Regions from separate parts of the Mus musculus genome. Here region 1 is linked to region 2. The links are chromatin contacts, called in public HiChIP or PLAC-seq maps. All regions are on one chromosome and are shown on one strand. The core of a region is the stretch at or near the end of the contact, and the rest is flanking DNA. Distances in the headings are between cores, read along the strand shown.

Region 1 (4,874 bases), core at 1,655-4,154, 90 kb before region 2:
CATATGCAATAGTATCTAGGTTTGGTGGTTGTTTATGGGATGGGTCCCCAGGTGGGGCAGTCTCAGGATGGTCCTTCCTCTGTCTCTGCTCTGAACTTTGTCTCTATAACTCCTTCCATGAGTATTTTGTTCCCCATTCTAAGAAGGAACAAAGTAGCCACACTTTGGTCTTTCTTCTTCTTGAGTTTCATGTGTTTTGCAAATTGTATCTTGGGTATTCTAAGTTTCAAACAGGTGACAGCAGATGCTGGCTAGGATATGGAGAAAAAAGTTAGGGGACTTTTGGATAGGAAACTAGGAAAGGGGATAGCATTTGAACTGTTATGAAGAAAATATTTAATAAAAAAATAAATTAATGAGAGGGCAAAGAAATAAAAAAAAGACATGGCTTAAGAAAATAAGGAATAAGGTGCCTCCCCCTTCCCCCCCCCTTTTTTTTAAGAAACACTGGAAACATGATTTTGCATTTTGTGAAAAGGGTGTAAGTTACATTATGGCCTTATATCCACTTATCAGTGAGTGCATATCATGTGTGTTCTTTTGTGATTGGGTTACCTCACTCAGGATGATATCCCCCAGATCCATCCATTTGCCTAAGAATTTCATAAATTCATTGTTTTAAACAGCTGAGTAGTACTCCGTTATGTAAATGTACCACATTTTCTGTATCCATTCCTCTGCTGAGGGACATCTGGGTTCTTCCCAGCTTCTGGCTATTATAAATAATGCTGCTATGAACATAGTGGAGCATGTGTCCTTATTACCAGTTGGAACACCTTCTGGATATATGCCCAGGAGAGGTATTGCTAGGTATCCTCCCATTGATGGCCTACTAATGCAGCTACATATGCAGCTAGAGACACAAGCTCTGGGGGGTACTGGGAAGGAAAAGGGGGAATACTATGGTAGTACTATGTCCAATTTTCTGAGGAACCGCCAGACTGATTTCCAGAGTGGTTGTACAAGCTTGCAATCCCACCAGCAATGGAGGAGTGTTCCTCTTTCTCCACATGCTCGCCAGCATCTGCTGTCACCTGAATTTTTGATCTTAGCCATTCTGACTGGTGTGAGGTGGAATCTCAGGGTTGTTTTGATTTGCATTTCCCTGATGATTAAGGATGTTGAACATTTTTTCAGGTGCTTCTCAGCCATTCAGTATTCCTCAGTTGAGAATTCTTTGTTTATCTCTGTACCCCATTTTTAATATGGCTATTTGATTTTCTGGAGTCCAGCTTCTTGAATTTTTTTTAAATATATATATTGGATGTTAGTTCCCTATCTGATTTAGGATTGGTAAAGATCCTTTCTCAATCTGTTGGTGGCCTTTTTGTCTTATTGACAGTGTCTATTGCCTTACAGAGCTTTGCAATTTTATGAGGTCCCATTTATCAATTCTCGATCTTACAGCACGAGCCATTGCTGTTCTATTCAGGAAATTTCCCCCTGTGCCCATAACTTCGAGGCTTTCCCCCACTTTCTCCTCTATAAGTTTCAGTGTCTCTGGTTTTATGTGGAGTTCCTTGATCCACTTAGACTTGAGCTTTGTACAAGGAGATAAGAATGGATCAATTCACATTTTTCTACAAGATAACCACCAGTTGTGCCAGCACCATTTGTTGAAAATGCTGTCTTTTTTTCCACTGGATAGTTTAGCTCCTTTGTCATAGAACAAGTGACCATAGGTGTTCATTTCTGTGTCTTCAGTTCTATTCCATTGATCTGCCTGTCTGTTGCTGTACAAGTACCATGCAGTTTTTTTGGTTTATTTATTTATTTATTTATTTATCACAATTGCTCTGTAGTACAGCTTGAGGTCAGGCATGGTGCTTCCACCAGAGTTCCTTTTATTGTTGAGAATAGTTTTTGCTATCCTAGACTTTTGGTTATTCCACATGAATTTGCAAATTGCCCTTTCTAACTCAGTAAAGAATTGAGTTGAAATTTTGATGGGATTGCATTGAATCTGTAGATTGCTTTTGGCAAGATAGCCATTTTGACTATATTAATCCTGCCAATCCATGAGCATGGGAGATCTTTCCATCTTCTGTGTTCTTCCTCTATTTCTTTCTTCAGAGACTTGAAGTTTTTATCATACAGATCTTTCACTTGCTTAGTTAGAGTCACACCAAGGTATTTTATATTATTTGTGCCTATTGTGAAGGGTGTTGTTGCCCTAATTTCTTTCTCAGCCTGTTTATTCTTTGTGTAGAGAAAGGCCACTGATTTGTTAGAGTTAATTTTATATCCAGCTACTTCACTGAAGCTGTTTATCAGGTTTAGGAGTTCTCTGGTGGAATTTTTAGGGTCACTTATATATACTATCATATCATCTGCAAAATATTTTGATTTCTTTCTTTCCAATTTGTATTCTCTTGATCTTCTTTTTAATTGCTAATTAAAAATTAATTAATTGCTCTGGCTAGGACTTCAAGTACTATATTGAATAGGTAGGGAGAAAGTTGGCAGCCTTGTCTAGTCCCTGATTTTAGTGGGATTGCTTCAAGTTTCTCTCCATTTAGTTTGATGTTGCCTACTGGTTTTCTGTACATGGCTTTTATTATGTCTAGTTATGGTCCTTGAATTCCTGATCTTTCCAAGACTTTTATCATGAATGGTTGTTGGATTTTGTCAAATGCTTTCTCAGCATCTAACAAGATGATCATGTGGTTTTTGTCTTTGAGTTGGCTTATATAGTGGATTATGTTAAACCATCCCTGCATCCCTGGGATGAAGCCTACTTGATCATGATGGATGATTGTTTTGATGTGTCTTACGTGTCATCTGCCAAAGGCTAAGTACTCAGCATGTACTGTTGAATTAGGCTCACAGAATGCAGACCCCTCCCATACAGAGACCAGGCTAGCAGCTATATTGTGAGGTTAAAGAGAAAGAGGAAGCGAAACCAGCAGAAAATGCAGCTGCAGCGGCAGCATGCCAGGGTATGACTGAGGCTCTGGGAATTTCCGCACAGCAGGCTTCTGTGAGAAGATATCGGTCTTTCCTCTTTTTCTGGGCCTCTGCTTCTCAAGACTTCAACCCAAGTAGAACTTATGCCTTTGGCTCTCCAGCTCATACCTCTGAACTGTGCCATGAGCCTTTCTGTTCCAACTGACAGATGGCACATGGAGGAGCCTTCTGGGCCTTCAGAATCACGTGACCCCACAGCTGACCGCAGACCTCCACACTGCACAGACACACTGTCCTGGGTTTGCGATGGTTCAGCTTTTGCAGTCCCAACTTCATTGTGGTACAAAGACAGTCAGTCACTCAGTAGAAACCACGCTTCAGGTTTGGGTTTTCTTCCAGCCCTAGGCTGGCAATGCAGTCTTGGCACGGTGAGCAGGTTCCAGCCGGGAACCGATGACTCAGTACTTCCGGTGTGCCTGTCACTCAGCTCTCCTTTGAATGTAATGTTTCTCTTAGTCTGCAGACCCAGTGTGCTTCCAGTGGCGAGTTTTAATGGTGAGTATCTACATACCCATTCTGTTCTCACAGGCCGACTTCAGGATGGTTCCTGTGACAGTCAGTTGCAGGGTAAGCTTGATGGTGGATACCTTTGCCATGCTGCAGACTATTAAGTGACCAAGCATGGTGGGCTAGGCTGGATGTATTGAATGCTTTTCTTTTTTTTTTTTTTAAACTTGGTATTTATTTTTAACTTGCAATGGATTTGTCAGGACTTAAGCTCACAACAGACAGAGGAGAGGGTATTTCTGTGTATGCGTGCATCTTCACAAGTGTGTCTCTGCTCCTGGTTTTGTTTCTCTGGAGAGTCCTGAGTGGCACCCCCAACAGTGGCTTCAAATATACTGCGAGAACAAGTGTCTGTCCTTATGCAACACTGAGATTTACTGGCTGTCACGCCTCAAACCTCTTTCATAAACAGGTTGGTGAGCAATGGCCATAAGAAAATGCATTCGCTGAGCCCTCCCACTGCTCTAGTGGATAGTGGCTATGGGACTGGAAATACTCAGGGGCAAGGGGTGGCGTCACTAGAGTAGAGGAACAAAGCCAATTCCCTCTGTGGTCCTAAGCCAGCTTGGAGGAAGGTAAAAGTTCATTCATATTGGTTGGAAGTTGGTACACAGCTCAAAAGGAATGCTTTGTATGCTTTCCCATGACTATGCATGCACACATACACGTACATATACATACATACACAAGCACATGTACACACATACACACACAAGCATATACACACATATATACACACAAGCACAGGTACACACATATACACATATGCACACATACATATATACAAGCACACATGCACACACATACACAAACACACACATATACACACATACATAAACACACAAGCACATGCACACACACACATATACACACATACATAAACACACAAGCACATGCACACACACATACACAGGCACACATACATATACACATATACATACAGACAGACACAACACATACATATACACACATACACACACAAGCACATTCAAACACATACACAAGCACAGGCACACACATATACACATATGCATGTACACATACACACACACATACACATGCACACACATACATGCACACACACACAGGTACACACACACCTACCAGTGCTCCCACATGAAGTTACTCAAATACATACAACACTTGTTGTCATGGGTCTTCCACCTTTATTGCAACCAAACTTCATCCCTATAGGATTCTTCCCAAAGCCTCTCATCCCATGGGGAAACATGTAGTTCTTCCATGCCAGAAGGAAACTGCCCAGTGCGGGGATGTAGGGTTTGACAGGAGAGCAGGCCAGGTACCTGGAGTTCTCCTAGCTTCCCAGAGACATTCTAACCACGGGATGCTTGACAGGTACTTTGATAATAAGCAGCTTAACAGAAAGCATCTGTTTCCTG
Region 2 (4,870 bases), core at 1,763-4,262:
GACAGTTAGAAATTATAATTGGTTTGGGAAAACGGCAGTACTGCCTTCCCCTCCAGGAGGCATGCCTAGCCTCCTACCGTAAGGTGGAACAGTGTATTATTTTATTTTAAATACATATACTAAAAGACAAAGGATACTAATCGTTTCTTTTTTCATTTTTCCTCTAGAAAAACTAATTGCTTATCAACGAGAATTCCTTGCTCTAAAAGAGCGTCTTCGAGTGGCCGAGCATAGGATATCTCAGCGCTCCTCGGAGCTAAACACCATTGTCCAGCAGTTCCGCAGAGCTGGAGCAGAGACTAATGGAAGTAAGACAGCTCTGAGTACAATCTCAGGTACTTTAAAAGGTGTACGTGTTCACAGATTTGTATGGAACAGGACCTGCGAGGTTTGTGAATAGTTTAGCAGCCAGCACATGTTGCCCTTTTCAGGAAGAAAGATCTTAACATTTGCCATTCTGGTGGATTATAAATGCACTTTTATTCATTGCTGGATATGATTTTGATATGCACTGTTACATTTCAGTCGCATACATTTTTATCAGTCGTAGCGAAGAGCCTGTATCTTTTCAAAGCGGTCACATGGGATTCAATTTTAATTTTGGGGTCAGCGAGATGGCTCAGTGGGTCACATCAGCTTGATGCCAAGCCTAACAACCCTAGTTCAATTCCCAGGTCCCACACGGTGTACAGGCTGAATCCCTTCCCACATTGTCCTCTGACCTACAAACATATACACACATGCACACGAATAAATGTTGTAAAATAAATAAATTTTAACTTTTATTTCAGCATGCTTATGATATAACCAATGCTTGATCTTAGATGGCTCCTGGGGAATCTGTAAGCTGCTTGAACAGTCCTTGTTCTTGCATCTGAGTGATACTAGGGAAGAAGCCTGGGTTACAGTGCATACCTGGAAAGTATCTGAGTATTCCCTCCTTGGGGATTCTGGTCACTGGTGTCCTGCCTCTCCTGATCGAGTTGTTCCCTGTTTTTATACCAGTGTCCTGGGCTCCGGGGCTCCTTCTACATCGGTGCTTTAGACTCAGTTTCATGGTCTCTAAACAGAGCCAGGCAGGGATGCCTTTCATCTTGGTATCAACACTGGCCCTCAGTGTTAAAGTTTTGTGTTTCTCCCTCTCCTACTGAGGATGCTGGTGTATTTTGTCACTATGTAGCATTTACAATTACAGGCCGATGCAGCTGAAAGGAAATCGCCCAGGGATTTCTGTGAACTCTTTTTTTTGTTTGTTTGTTTCATTTTAGTCTTTTTAAAACAAATGTTTACTCCTTGAAATTATACTATTGAGCATTTTTACCTTGTCATTTTGTTTGTTTGGTTTTTAAGCCAATGATTTGCTCTGTAGCTCTGGCTGCCCTGGAACTTGCTATGTGGACCAGACAGGGCTGGAACTCACAGAGATCCACCTCCCTTGGGCATTAGAGGGCTGGGATAAAAGGTGCACACCACAGTGTCTGACGTCATTATTCTTCAAAATACTATTTGCATTAAAATTTTATTTTAATGGTCTAAGATTTTACTCTATGGCACAGGCTGTTCAAGAAGTAACTTATGTAGCCCAGGCTGGCCTCAGACTTGTGAGCCTCCCGATTCAGCCTTGCAAGTGCTTAGGATTAGCCGTGTGTACTCCCCACACCAACTGAAATACTTTTCTAGCTAATGTGCTAATCATAGACCACAGCAAATGAAGCATTTCCTTCTATAATTAGCAAATGAATGTTTTCCTGGGTCACTTTTGCCCTTCCAAATCACAGCTCTGTGAGAGACATTTTTGCGAAGCGTTTGGTTACATTTCTGGCAGCCCTTGTGATCTTCATTAGATTATGTTTTGATGGCAGGCGATTTCCAAACACACCATTTCTGGAACAAGACAGAAAGCAATTAGGTATTTGTGGAACGAGTGAAAGCTAAAATCATGGAGAGGAAACGACTGAGTCACAGGACAGACTGTGTTAGGGCCTTTGATCCTGCTGACTATCTAGGACAGGCATCACACCGTGACTGACAGCATCCTTCAAAGGGCTGCTGCTTGCTGGAGTGGAATAGGGTATTGTAACTTACTGATTCTTCTCACGTGGAATTCAAGTTTAATTTTATCTATGATGTGATGTATTTTTGTGGGTTTGATATGGATGTTTTTGTCTGCATTATGTCTGTGTACCACATCTGAGAGGCGCCCAGGGAAGCTAGAGGAGGGTGTTAGAGCTCCTGGCACATGTGAGCCAGGACCTCTGAAAGAGCAGCCGGTACTGTCACCACTGAGCCTGTCTCTCCGTCCCTCATGTCATATCTTTCATGGCATTGTGGCCACAAGTCCATAATGCTGACTGCCTTGTTTAGAAGGTGAAATCTCAGTTGAATGAAAATTGACAGCACTATTGTCTAATTAACAGAAATTTTTACTCTGTACTCTGTTCAGTGGCTCATCCACTCCTCTGGATGAAACGGAAACCACTTTTAGATTGACACGTACTGAGCGTTCCCAACTTCTAAATATTTTCAGTGACTATTTTAGGGAAATCTATCTTCTATATAAAAGTTTGATGAAATGCTAGTGCATAAAGAAAATGAAAGTTAGGAAGGACAGGCACATGCCTGGCATGGAAGAACATGGCTTCATGGAAGATTTGAGACCACGTGGGCTGTATATATCAACAACCTGTCTTTAGGAAAGAAAAGAGAAGAAGACAGGAAAGTGAAATTGAGCTGTGGCCAGTGTGCTTGCTGCAACTTCCTTTCTAGACTGCTGCGTAGTTAGTGCCTGCCTGGCTGTTTCTCCTGTGTTCTCAGTTAATTTTCAAAAGAGAATCGGCAGCAACTTCCGGAAGGTAAGGGGTTCCTGCCACTTAAATTGTCTTTCTGTGTTTCAGATAATACCATAAAGCTTCTAAAAGAGTTGACAAGCAAAAAATCACTTCGAGTGCCAAGTATTTATTATCATTTGCCTCATCTATTGCAAAATGAAAGAAGCCTTCAGCCCGCCGTACAGATTGGCAGTGGAAGAACGGGAGGTGTGTTCACTGTGCGCCTGCTATTGGAACTGTGGTTTGGAGGGGTTGATTGACCACTAGGAAGATGTCTAGCAGGACAAAGGAGTAAAATTAAATATACGTGCATATTTAATATATTAACATAATTACTATATTAGATTCAATAATTAAAAAGAAAATAAATATTGATATTATCATATTAATTCATCTCATTAGCATATCAATATTAGCATACTTAATATATTTGTATTTAAGTTATTATAGTAACAATATTAAAATATATAACTATTGGTGGTATTAAATTATTAAATTGTGGTTGTTAAATTATAATATATAATTTATTGATATATTTAATATCTGCACAGCATCTTGGGGCTTAGTGCAATCTGCTTATTGAAATGATATGGACATCTTTTCCATATATCTAAACAGGATCAGTACACATGTAGTTCAGGCAGATAAACCTTGAACCTTTGTCAGCTTTCTGTTTTAAAAATGGGGAGGTAGAGAGATGACCCCTCCCCCATGTCTGAGTCTGGCATTAATGGCTCTTCACAATCCTGCCTTAGGGGTTTGTCTTCAGTCTGCTCCGCCTTCCCCTGGACATGTAGAGGCAGAACATTGCTCTCAGGAGCATCCCATGTGGGAACACCTGCTATTGCTATGCTTTTCCTGCCTAAGCAGTCCTGGAATTCTCCTCCGAGGACCTTTTAGCTACTTAATATTTCTAGTGTTTCATTTTTACGAGACTTTAAAATTTTTGACTTAATTGAACTTGGACTTTTTAGGTGGACTTTTTCTTCATAGATTTAAAATGTAGAGATGAAAATATTACAATTGGGGAAACAATAATTCTAGAGATACTAAAATTCTTCTGCCTTTGTTGTTGTCTGGGGATTTTTTAAAAAATGAGGTCTCACTATGTAGGCCAAGCTTCCCTTCCCTTCCCCCCACTGGGATTTCAGGTGTGTGCCTTGCCAGATTGAATTTCATTTTTGTGTTAAATTTTTTTTGGATTTAACTTTATGTGTTGAACCCCATCCCATGGGATAGCAGGACTGCCACCCTCAGAACTCGTAGAGAGCATTGGCTGTCCTGGACCTGGGGTTAGATGTGGTTGTGAGCCACCATATGGGCGCTGGGAATAGAACCCAGGTCCTCTGCAAGAGCAGCAGGTGCTCTTTGGGGCTGAGCTGTTTCTCCAGCCCGTGGGTTCCTTACCTGGCTTTTCCTTTGTGTAGTTCTCCTGTTTGTACCCAGGGCCTCGTGCATGCTAGACCAGCTCTCCTCCACAGAGTTGGATCCACAACTCTGGATACCTTAAGCACCTTTCTCTTTATCTCTGGTCATTTGAGCTGTTATGACGTTATTAGTTACTATGTTACCATGTTACTATGTTACCATGTTTCGATGTTAACGATATTACTAAGCCTCTGCATCCATCTCCCTTGGTTCTTCTATCTTTATGTCTTATAAACAACTTAAAACAACGTATGATCTTCCTATAGAAGTTGTGTGTCTTATGCTAGCCCATTCAGATTAACTTTTGTTTTTAAATTATTAATTCAAGAAATATTTGTTGAGGAGAGGCATCCGTCCTTTGGGGGCTAGATATAGAAACTCTCATGTGTATAGGACACTGTTAGCTACTTTCTTTAGAACTTCAATTGCTAATTATTTTTAAAAGGTAACATTGATATCTCCCTTTAACAGCCAGTCTGGGTAAGGTTCCATAGTCAATTTAGGCTGCACTTTCATTAATGAGAGTAACAAATGAAAAAAAGACTGTGTTTTTAAAAGTCTTTTAACATCTGAGAGGCAGAGACAGAGGCAGAGGCAGGCAGATGTTCATGAGT

Evidence for each region. HiChIP or PLAC-seq counts read pairs in DNA pulled down with a chosen protein or histone mark.
Region 1: a contact with region 2 is called in an H3K27ac HiChIP or PLAC-seq map of microglia, with 2.2 times the contacts expected there. The contact joins two enhancer-like sites. A contact is called at or near these places in 4 of 115 datasets of contacts at active chromatin or transcription factors (the 230-238 cell line, the HPC-7 cell line, bone marrow-derived macrophages and 1 more) and 4 of 9 other capture datasets (adipose tissue, bone marrow-derived macrophages, liver and 1 more).

What each region holds. Positions count from the first base shown.
Region 1 is chr1:37,584,376-37,589,249 of GRCm38.p6, reverse strand. No RefSeq gene overlaps it. Among named protein-coding and RNA genes, the nearest start is that of 4930556I23Rik, 28 kb to the left of the region's middle. Within about 2 kb of position 2,904, at least 197 of the 459 cell types and tissues checked have an H3K27ac peak or open chromatin away from gene starts, as enhancers often do. A contact at or near this core is called in the 230-238 cell line, the HPC-7 cell line, adipose tissue and 2 more, where this site is marked.
Region 2 is chr1:37,494,038-37,498,907 of GRCm38.p6, reverse strand. Mgat4a (mannoside acetylglucosaminyltransferase 4, isoenzyme A) reads left to right here. Exons shown (of 16, transcript NM_173870.3): 3 at 168-335; 4 at 2,895-3,035. Among named protein-coding and RNA genes, the nearest start is that of Gm39627, 7.1 kb to the left of the region's middle. Within about 2 kb of position 3,012, at least 89 of the 459 cell types and tissues checked have an H3K27ac peak or open chromatin away from gene starts, as enhancers often do. A contact at or near this core is called in the 230-238 cell line, the HPC-7 cell line, adipose tissue and 2 more, where this site is marked.